Regions from separate parts of the Gossypium hirsutum genome. Here region 2 is linked to region 1. A link is a contact called in public Hi-C data. All regions are on one chromosome and are shown on one strand. The core of a region is the stretch at or near the end of the contact, and the rest is flanking DNA. Distances in the headings are between cores, read along the strand shown.

Evidence for each region. Hi-C and Micro-C count contacts between places; a contact is called where the count stands out from the background.
Region 2: a contact with region 1 is called in a Hi-C map of leaf, with 2.4 times the contacts expected there. The contact joins the promoter of LOC107922507 here to the promoter of LOC107922008 in region 1. A contact is called at or near these places in 8 of 34 Hi-C or Micro-C datasets (anther, hypocotyl, leaf and 2 more).

What each region holds. Positions count from the first base shown.
Region 1 is chrD01:15,486,937-15,491,968 of Gossypium_hirsutum_v2.1, reverse strand. LOC107922008 (short-chain dehydrogenase/reductase family 42E member 1) reads left to right here and starts at 2,272. Exons shown (of 5, transcript XM_041087121.1): 1 at 2,272-2,620; 2 at 2,859-3,201; 3 at 4,353-4,624; 4 at 4,772-4,968. The coding sequence starts at 2,431.
Region 2 is chrD01:15,632,887-15,637,479 of Gossypium_hirsutum_v2.1, reverse strand. LOC107922507 (dolichyl-diphosphooligosaccharide--protein glycosyltransferase subunit 1A) reads right to left here and starts at 2,941. Exons shown (of 10, transcript XM_041087129.1): 1 at 2,294-2,941; 2 at 2,021-2,065; 3 at 1,248-1,882; 4 at 1,021-1,168; 5 at 765-941; 6 at 402-470; 7 at 180-269. The coding sequence starts at 2,389.

The DNA of each region.
Region 1 (5,032 bases), core at 1,023-3,522:
GTAAGTTGTAAACCAATTCCGATTGGGACTCATGTGGAAGGTGCAACTCGAATCAAGGATCCACTCCTTGCTCACTTTAGAATTGTTGATAGAAGCGACTAGAAGTTCACCATCTCTGTAGTCTTCTACAACATCAGCTTCACCAAATTTTTCTGGTTATTTGCTCTTTTGATTCGCAGGCTCCCTTTTGATCTTGTCCTGCAACTTAAAATACTCAGATTTAATGCGTCATTTTTTCTTACAGAAGTTACAAGTTTTACCTCTGTTTGAAGATTTCGATTTTCTCTTAGATTTACCACGAGGATTCCGTTCCTATGTCCTTCCACAATCATCATCAGCATTCCGATCTTGTCTCCCACGAACAATGAGACCCTCTCCTTGAGAGTCGGGTTTAACCATAAGATACTTCACCTTGTCATACGAGTTCAAAGAATCATAAGCCCCATCAGTTGTGAGAGACTTGCGGTTATATAAAATCGTGTCTCTAAATATTGAATAAGACGAGGGCAATGAACAAAGTAGAATCAACCCTAGATCTTCCTTATCATACTAAACCTCTATGGCCTCTAAGTTTGAGAGAATTTCTTTAAACACTATTAAGTGTTCATGCACAGACGCATCTTCCTCCAAACGATAAGCATAAAGATGCCGCTTGCTAATTAGAGTTTTCGACATACATATTTGTTACAGCCTCTTCCATAATGCAGCGGTGGTCTTCTCCTTCATCACAACCTGTAAAATTTTGTTAGAAAAATGCAGATGTAACTGTGTTAACACATTTCAATCTTTATGCCTCTTCTCTTCCTCCGTCAATGTCAAAGGCATCTTATCTATCCTTAGTAGGGTATCCTCCAGACCCATCTGCGCAAGAACCGCCTGCATCTTAATTTACCAAAACGCGAATCTTGTGTTGCGATCCAATAGCAAAATTTCATACTTCAAAGATGTCATTACCGTGATTGAGATAAGCAACCTGGAAAGCTCTGATATCAATTTGTGAAAAATAAAATGTCGGTAATGACAATGTATCGTAAAGAAAAGAGAAAGAAAAATAAAGAACACATATAATTTTACGTGGAAACTATTTCGAAAAAAACCACTGGCAGAGGAGAAGATAATTCACTATGTCGAATTCGAATTTTTAATTACAAGAGGAGTAGACTATGTCTATTTATAGGCTTGTAAAACCATATTCTAATAGAATGAGTGTAGTAAGGTTGAAACACTTTACTTTAATCAATATTAAATAGATGAAGTATAATAAGGTTGAAAAACCTTATTTTAAAATAAAATAAAAGAAGTGTAGTTCTATATGGATTTTACTTTTATTTTATTTTATCATTGTATAAGGATTCGGGTCACTCAATTCTAACAAATACATAAATTATATAAAAGATTATGAATATTAGAATAATGGATGATGATGAGATGTGATTTTGATTTTGTTGTGGGGGAATAACATTCAACTACTTCAGTTTCTTCTACCTATAACATAAGCCTAAAATGGAAGCTTTATTCATTTTTGTACCTTTTCTTTAATTTGCACTGATCTCACCCAAATTTGCCTCTTCTTTTTCGGCCTCCTTCACAATTGCGAGGAAAAAAAAGAATAAAAGAAAATTGAAGAAAAAGTTTTTAATTTCTAAGTGGATCGGAGATGAATAAAATAATCATGTTCCCTCTTCAAATGGATATATTATATTATATTATATAGGTAAAATGATTTATTTGGTGTTTCAATTTTAAAAAAAATTATTTTAATTATTTATTAATTATTTTTATTTCTTTTAATATTTTAAACTTATATTATTTGTCAAATTATTTTAAAATAGATTGAAAAAATTGACTTTGTTAACTTTACTTATATGGCATCAATGTAACAACCCACACCATATTAATATTTAATTTTTTTTTAAAATTTAAAAAATTAATTGCTATCTTAACATCCAAATGATAATTAATTTATATGTCACATCAATAAAATTAGAGTAAAATAGTGAAAAAAAGCAGCAAAATAGCTATAAAATTGCAAGCTTCTTCTTTTTTGCAAATTCGAGCTACAGCTGGGGTTAAGGCTAGGCCAAAAAACATTACCCGAGGCTTGATCTATTTTTTAAACGAATTTTATTTTTTACTTAAACTTATTTTTTGAGACTATATTTTTATTCAAATCCTCTTATTTTTAGAATGAACCTTCAAATCAAGCCGAGTAATCCAATTCATAATTCAATCTAATAAATTAAAATTAAATAAATTCATTATTACCGTGAGGAAAGGCAATAGACGTATGCAGCACCGTATTGACTAAAATTGTGCCAAGGCCAACCTCAGTACTTGTCTCCATCCATCGGTCACCGTCCCAATCCCCCTACTTATTCACCAAATTACCCTATATCTCACCCTAGCATCCAATCCAGCTACAACAACAAAATGCACTTGAGCGAAAATGAAGGCATCGAAGGCAACACCTTCGTGGTCACCGGTGGTCTGGGCTTCGTCGGCTCTGCCCTTTGCTTGGAGCTCATCCGCAGAGGTGCTCGCCAAGTTCGCTCCTTTGACCTCCGCCATCATTCCCCTTGGTCCCTCCAACTGACCAACCACGGCGTCCGCTGCCTCCAAGGTTTCCCTTTTCTTCTGCTTCTTCTTCTTCTGCTACTACTATTATTTTCTTTCTGATGATCGGAAGAAAGTAACAAAAACTTAGAAACTTTAAAGTTTTCAACTTATCTTTCTTAGATGGATTGAACCATAAAGTTTGTGCTGTGTCTTTTTTTTTTTTTTAAATATGCGGGGGAGGCCTTCAATTTACCATTTTGAGATGCTTATACCCATTGCCCTAAATTGTGTGGTTGCAACAGGCGATCTTACCTCGAAGAAAGATGTTGAAAATGCTCTTCGTGGTGCCAATTGCGTTTTTCACCTGGCTTCCTACGGCATGTCAGGGAAAGAAATGCTTCAGTTCTCTCGTGTTGACCAGGTGAATATCAATGGAACCTGCCATGTCTTGGAGGCTTGCCTTGAATTTGGGATCACTAGGCTTGTTTATGTCAGCACATATAATGTTGTGTTTGGTGGAAAGGAGATTGTCAATGGCAATGAGGCCTTGCCCTATTTCCCTATTGATGATCACTTTGATCCCTATGGTCGAAGTAAATCAATTGCCGAGCAGGTGGTTCTTAAGTACAACGGCCGCCCTTTAAAGTAAGTAAATCGAACTGCCAGAATCCTCATGTTTGGTTACCTTTTCTGCTACTATTGTTTTAGGCTTGAATAAAATGGTACAAGATAGTATTAGTTTATATGTATGTGGAATAGTATGATAGTATTAGTTTTGTAAAAATCAAAAAATTCCTCCACATTGAAAATCCAAGACTCGGGATCAGTACCATTAAATTTAGTCAGTTCCACTTGAGCGGGTTTGGGCTTGAACGGAAACTCTTCCCTATCAGAATCGTACTCAAGGTGCGACGGATGGCAATGGTTGGTAGGAGATGTATGATCACCCTTGAATGTTGTTCTGGAATCAGTCTCAACCTTGGTTCCATCGGGAGGCATCATTGATTGCGTGGCCTTACCCTTAATTAACTGCCCAAGTTGAATGAGTTGAGTAGTAACAGCTTCCATTTGATGCTTCATATCAACCATTGTTTGATACTGAATAGAAACTGTGGATTGAAGGGAGTCTAGGGATTTAGTTTGTTGAGCAAGAGCTTGAGATTGTAGTTGAAAATCATCCTGAAGCACAGCCACTACCAGATCTAAGTTTGCCAATCGAGTACCATCAACCATGGTGGAGGAGAGTTAGAGCAACGAAAGCACCAAAAATGGACCAACCTGCAACCTCAAAATGAATTCCAAACAATACAAACAACTATAATAAGAAGTAGAGACCGAAAGAGGAGGAAGAAGAAATAGGAGAGTATGGTGAATTCAAGAGAAGAAATGGATCAGTACAAAGAAACTAATCCAAGCGAGGAGGCAGTAGCAGTCACACTCTAGACAATTCCTTCGTGCTTTCCTTAGGTCATTTCTACTTATTTATAATAGATAGATTGTACTGCCCCTTTACAAAATATCCCCTGCCCTTAGGTCACATAATTCTTAAGAATAACAGATTTGGTTTTCTTGCGTGGGGTCCTCCTGATGCGCATGTTGTTGGCTCTCCTTCAGCTGTTTCTACCACATCAGCTCATGGGGTCATCACAGAATATACTTGAATGACAAAATCTACTCTAGCATAGTGGATAATCTAGATTAAATTATTACTGAAGTTTGCCATTGAACATGCCTTCTCTTCACCCTTTTCTGCTCCAAAGAGAAATTAGTTACATGGGGGATTCTTTGCTGTGCAGGAATAATATTGGAAAATGTCTTTATACCTGTGCTGTTCGTCCAGCTGCTATATATGGACCCGGTGAAGAGCGACACCTCCCTAGGATAGTATCTATGGCAAAATTAGGCTTGGTGCCATTCAAAATAGGTAATTCTAATGTGAAAACAGACTGGGTTTATGTGGATAACCTGCTACTCGCTCTACTATTGGCAAGCATGAGACTTTTAGATGACATTCCTGGAAAAGAAGGGCGTCCAGTTGCAGCTGGCCAGCCATACTTCATATCTGATGGTAATGAATAGTGATCAATGCTTTTCTTGTTTTCTTCCATTAGGCGTGCAAAACTATTTGCAATAGCAGTTTTATCCATTTTGACTATTTACTGGATGAAGTTGACAATGTTTCTCAAGGGTATTTTTCTCTTATGACTTTTTGCAGGGTCTCCAATCAACACTTTTGAATTCATCCAACCACTTCTAAAAAGTTTAGATTATGACTTGCCAAAGTCCTGGCTCGCTGTTTCGCATGCTCTTTATCTAGCTAAGATTTTCTGGGCTGTATACTCAATGTTATATCCTTTATTGAATCGGTGGTGGCTTCCTCAGCCCTTCATTCTTCCTGCTGAAGTATATAAGGTTTGTTTAATAACTGGTTCCCCCTTTCCCTGCTCTGAGCCGTGCCTGTGATTCAGAACTTTTG
Region 2 (4,593 bases), core at 1,692-4,191, 140 kb before region 1:
AACAAACACAAGAACAAACACTAAACCATTAAAGTAGATAACCCTGTAAAATATAGGGTTATGATATATCCTACTATACAAAATTCTATATATGGAGGCACCAGAGTAGAGGCTTCAAACTAATATGCTAGAACCAGTGTGCATGCCTTTTCAATTGAACATGGAGAACAAAAGAGTACCTGAAAATATTGATTGTGCTCTGGCACAAGATTGGTCTTTTCCAACACAACTACTGCTCTACCAACAATATCCAAGTGGGAGATTTTGGTCTGCATACAACCATAAGCACATTATACATAAAAGACAACAAACTTCAGATTCGAAATTCAACTCAAACACATGAGCCCTAGGTTAAAAAAAAGATGGTCAAATACAAACACAAATCTTAAGCTTTCTAATACCTCTTGCCACTGCTTCATGAAAAATGGAGCTGCTGCAGATATGTCACTGGAACCTTCAGGCAACACAACCTATAAAAGTCAAAGTACCAGGTAAAAGTAAGGCTGCTAAGAAAGCAACTTTCTTTTTATTCACCAGACTGCAATTCCTATATTACACATGCAAATATCTTAATTCTAATGAAGCATAGGTGCCAATTTGAGTACTTGAAGGACAAAGCATTATAATATCCTAGTTGAATAATAGTTGTAATACGTACTTAAATACACTTTTTAAGTCAAAGTTTTAGCCAAGGTTGGGAAGGACATTTCCCATCATTTCTTTGCACCATAATTCTGAGGCCTAAGGAAAGACATGCTACCAACCTTCACAATGAGAGTATCAATAACCAACTCAATCATTGGGCTACTAAATGTAATGTTAAGAAAGCGCCTCCCCTCTGATTCATACAAACAGTCCTGAAGTGGCAAGCCATATCCAATGGTGAAAGCTGTTCTCCAGCCACCAAACATGGGATACCTTGGTTCGATCAATAATTCTGTCTGCAAAGACGAGTAGCACTTCAGTAAAAATGAAATATCAGGTCATAGATACTATTTAAAGCCTAATCTGCAATATAACCTTTTTGGAGTCACCCCGCAGATGGGACGTAGATATATTGCCAATTGCATCCCTGTAGTAAACAGAATGAGCCCTAGGAGGCAAATGTGCAACAAGATACCTAACGGCTGAAGGACCTTGAACATTTTCTCTGGCTTGGGGTTCAAGCCTGTAATGTCAAGGTAATACATCAGAAACGAATCTCCAACCTGGACCAGAAACTGTGAAGGAAAACATATGAAAGTAACCTGGAAAATTCACCCTTGCTTTGCGCACCACCATGGATGAGCTTGTAATGCTCAGTGACCAGCACATTACCCCAATGGGATATTTCTATTTCTCTCACCAATTCCTGAGCAATAGCAAAGGGCAGATTGTTTTCGAAATGAACTGTTATAGGTGAGGATGAGAATGCAGGGAGATTCTCATAAGGACCATATTTGATTTCTGAACCCTGGACCTTTGTGCTCTCCAGTGTTGTATAGGATTCAATTCTAGAATCAAGCAGCTTAAGACTTAGAGACTGGACCTTGACAACATAAGGAGACAGATAGTATGCACTATCCTGGTACAGTACAAGCTGAATATCAGCCTGACCGATTTGCTCGGGCATGGGTCGCAAGGCATGGGTAAATACAGCCAAAACATCAAAAGTGAAGCTAGCGCCCACGGTTAATCCCTGTGGCAATGATACCGAATAGAATGTTACACCAGGAGGCATATCTTCTGGTTTGACGACATCAATAGGGAAAGAAACAACAGAGACTTTGACTTTCGCTTTGGCTTCATGCGGGGAAGCCATCAAATATGCCAAGTTTTGGGCTTGAAGGTCAGGAAAAGCCAACAAAACCTTAGACACAGTCTCTGGACCTGCATTCTCCACCTAGAAACAATATAACAGCACATTGTAAGAGAAGCAAAGTTTAAGAATAGGAGATAGTGATTTGAACAATGAATCAAAAAGAGATAACATTAGCAACTTTGAGACTTGAGAGTGAAAAGAGAAAGTATTGTGAAGCACCTCTAAAGTTGAAGAAATTCGAACAATGTGGGATGTCAAATAAATCTGCAAGACCACGCGAAACGAAGTTAGCATAAAAGGTACGGTTTGAAGAGATGGTAGAGACACAGCTATGGAAGCATTTCGATCAACCCAGGATATTAAGTTTGAGAAACAGGAAAATGGAGAGGAAGAGGCAGTGAATAAATCGGAGAACCGAACTCACATAATCATCATAAATAAATCCATTAAAGGAAGAGAAATGAAAATTGAAATGAGAAGATGGAAACTCACACGTCGATCGACTTTGGAGAGAACCAGATCGGAGAGTGCCGGGGATGCCAGCATTGAGATCGTAAACACGAGTAAAACAAACCTCGAAATCCCCATTGTCGACCAGCCAGAATGCACTTCACTTCACTTCAAACCTCTGCGGCTTCACAGCAGTATTTACGCTTGTTTGTTTTTGATGGAGACTCTCTCATCTCTTCGCTTCACTTGTGTTTATAAGTTTCAGAATTGAATTTGAACTGAAGTGGTTAGATGAATGAATGGGTCGAGTACAATCTCTGAAAATGGGTCTAGCATTAGCCCACCTCAAATTCATCCAAATCCAATCAATCATCAGGCTTTTTGCATTTGGACTCTACCCTCCATCAAACAAATAAAGAAAGTAATTATTTTTCCGAAACCCATTGGCAGTGGCACGTTGTTTCTCAAAATCCTTGAGCTTTTTGGACTTTGATTCTTCCGAGTGATCTTTCAACTTTTATCGTCGACCCCATTGAATGTCATTGTTCATTACTGTACTAGACTTAGATGATTAAAGATTGTTATAACTTTTTTCACTCATTTGATTCTTTCCAGCTTTCTGGCTTTTGTGAATCATTATCTTTCACATTCCTCTCTTATGCTCTCTGCCTGCTGGCTTAGTTTAATTGCGTAACCAAGTTTTAGAACAATTCCTAGGAGCCTTTTCTTTCTTTGATTTCTAATTTGTTGCTGAAAATTCCTCTTTCAGGTTCGTTTCATTTGGGAAAATGATTGGATTGGACCCTCAAATCTCAATTAATATGCTCGTATGATGGAACATAAAATGTTCGTTTCAATAGAGTGCATTTTATTTTATTTTATCTCACAATTATAGTATCTAATCTCATTGTTATAATAACTAATTCCATCGCAACCATTAATTTTAAACACACCACCTATCTAAAAGGATGCTTAGAAGTGATGGGTAGATTTAATTGATTAAGTACTCATTAACAACTAATAAAATTTAAACCTCATCAACAATCTTATTTGATGGATAATACGTAACTTGATACATCATTGTGTCAAGAGATGAGTGTGGTGTTAGATAGGGATTTGAGTTTGAAGCAAGGATTTGATAGATGATTGATGTGAATGTATAAGAGGCAGAATCTTGAGGAAGGAGGAAGATGAGATTCATATAGGCAGTATGCTGAAACTGAAAGAGGGAATTCAGGAGGAAGAGACGTGTCATCATCTCCTTCCACTTTCCACTTAAATGATAATTTTGCTTTGCTTAAGCCCCAGGAATCAAGGAAGAGGAGCATGTATCACTACTAGGGTTGCAATGGTTGGCAGGGTCAAACAAGAGGACCATGTCCATCACTGTGCTAATCACAATTACTGGATATTATTATCATTATTAAACCCCTCTTTATTTGTAGGCTCATATAGAAATCAGAGTATAAAGTGGGAAAAAGAAAATAGACACGGTGAGTGAGGGTCCAAACTCTAATCTAAAATCTTTAATTTAAAGACCTTACTTATTTTTAGCACATGATTTTCTTCGTCTTTATCCTTATCAATATGATCTTTATCTATTTTGAAAGATGTCTTCAATCTTTTTCAAAAGTCATGTTAAAGAATGAGTTGTTTAATGAGCTAATTTTCAGTTTGGGTAAACTACTTATTCGCTAATCTGCATCCATTGAAGTTCTTGCAATTTATCATCAAAATTTTAGTTCACTTTCATTTTACTCATATCTCTAATACGCAGTTAACTATATATGTCACATCATATTTACACTTTCATTTTGATCGCCCAACTTCTAGGTGGCTTTCATTTTGATCACTCAAAAAATATCATTTTTTTAAGTATTGGTTGAGGTAAAAAAAATCAAGGATTAAAGTAAAAAAGTGGTAGAAGCTAAAATAATACACAAAAATTGTCAAATTATACTTGTTTATCCCATTGCCGAAAAATCTAAATTTCTTTTTTTAATATTGAAATTTTAAAATTCAAAACATCAAAAAATCGTCATCCAATTTGTTACTATAATATTGGAAGTCATTAATTTAACTTCCTTCTAAATTTTAAAATTTTATTTTATGTTTCCAAATTATCTTTAATGAAAACAACTCATATTTAATAGTTGCCTACAAATTTTAAGTTTCTTTTGATTATATAATCTCCAATCTTTCATGTTAAGCAGAAAGTAAAGAGAAAAGTCCTTACAATTAATTAAATTAATTGATTGTTCTTTGTTTGGGTAAATAAGTGATGAAAAAAGTTATGAGTTTTGTTTGGCATGAAAGATAAAATAAGGATTTTTCTTTACTTT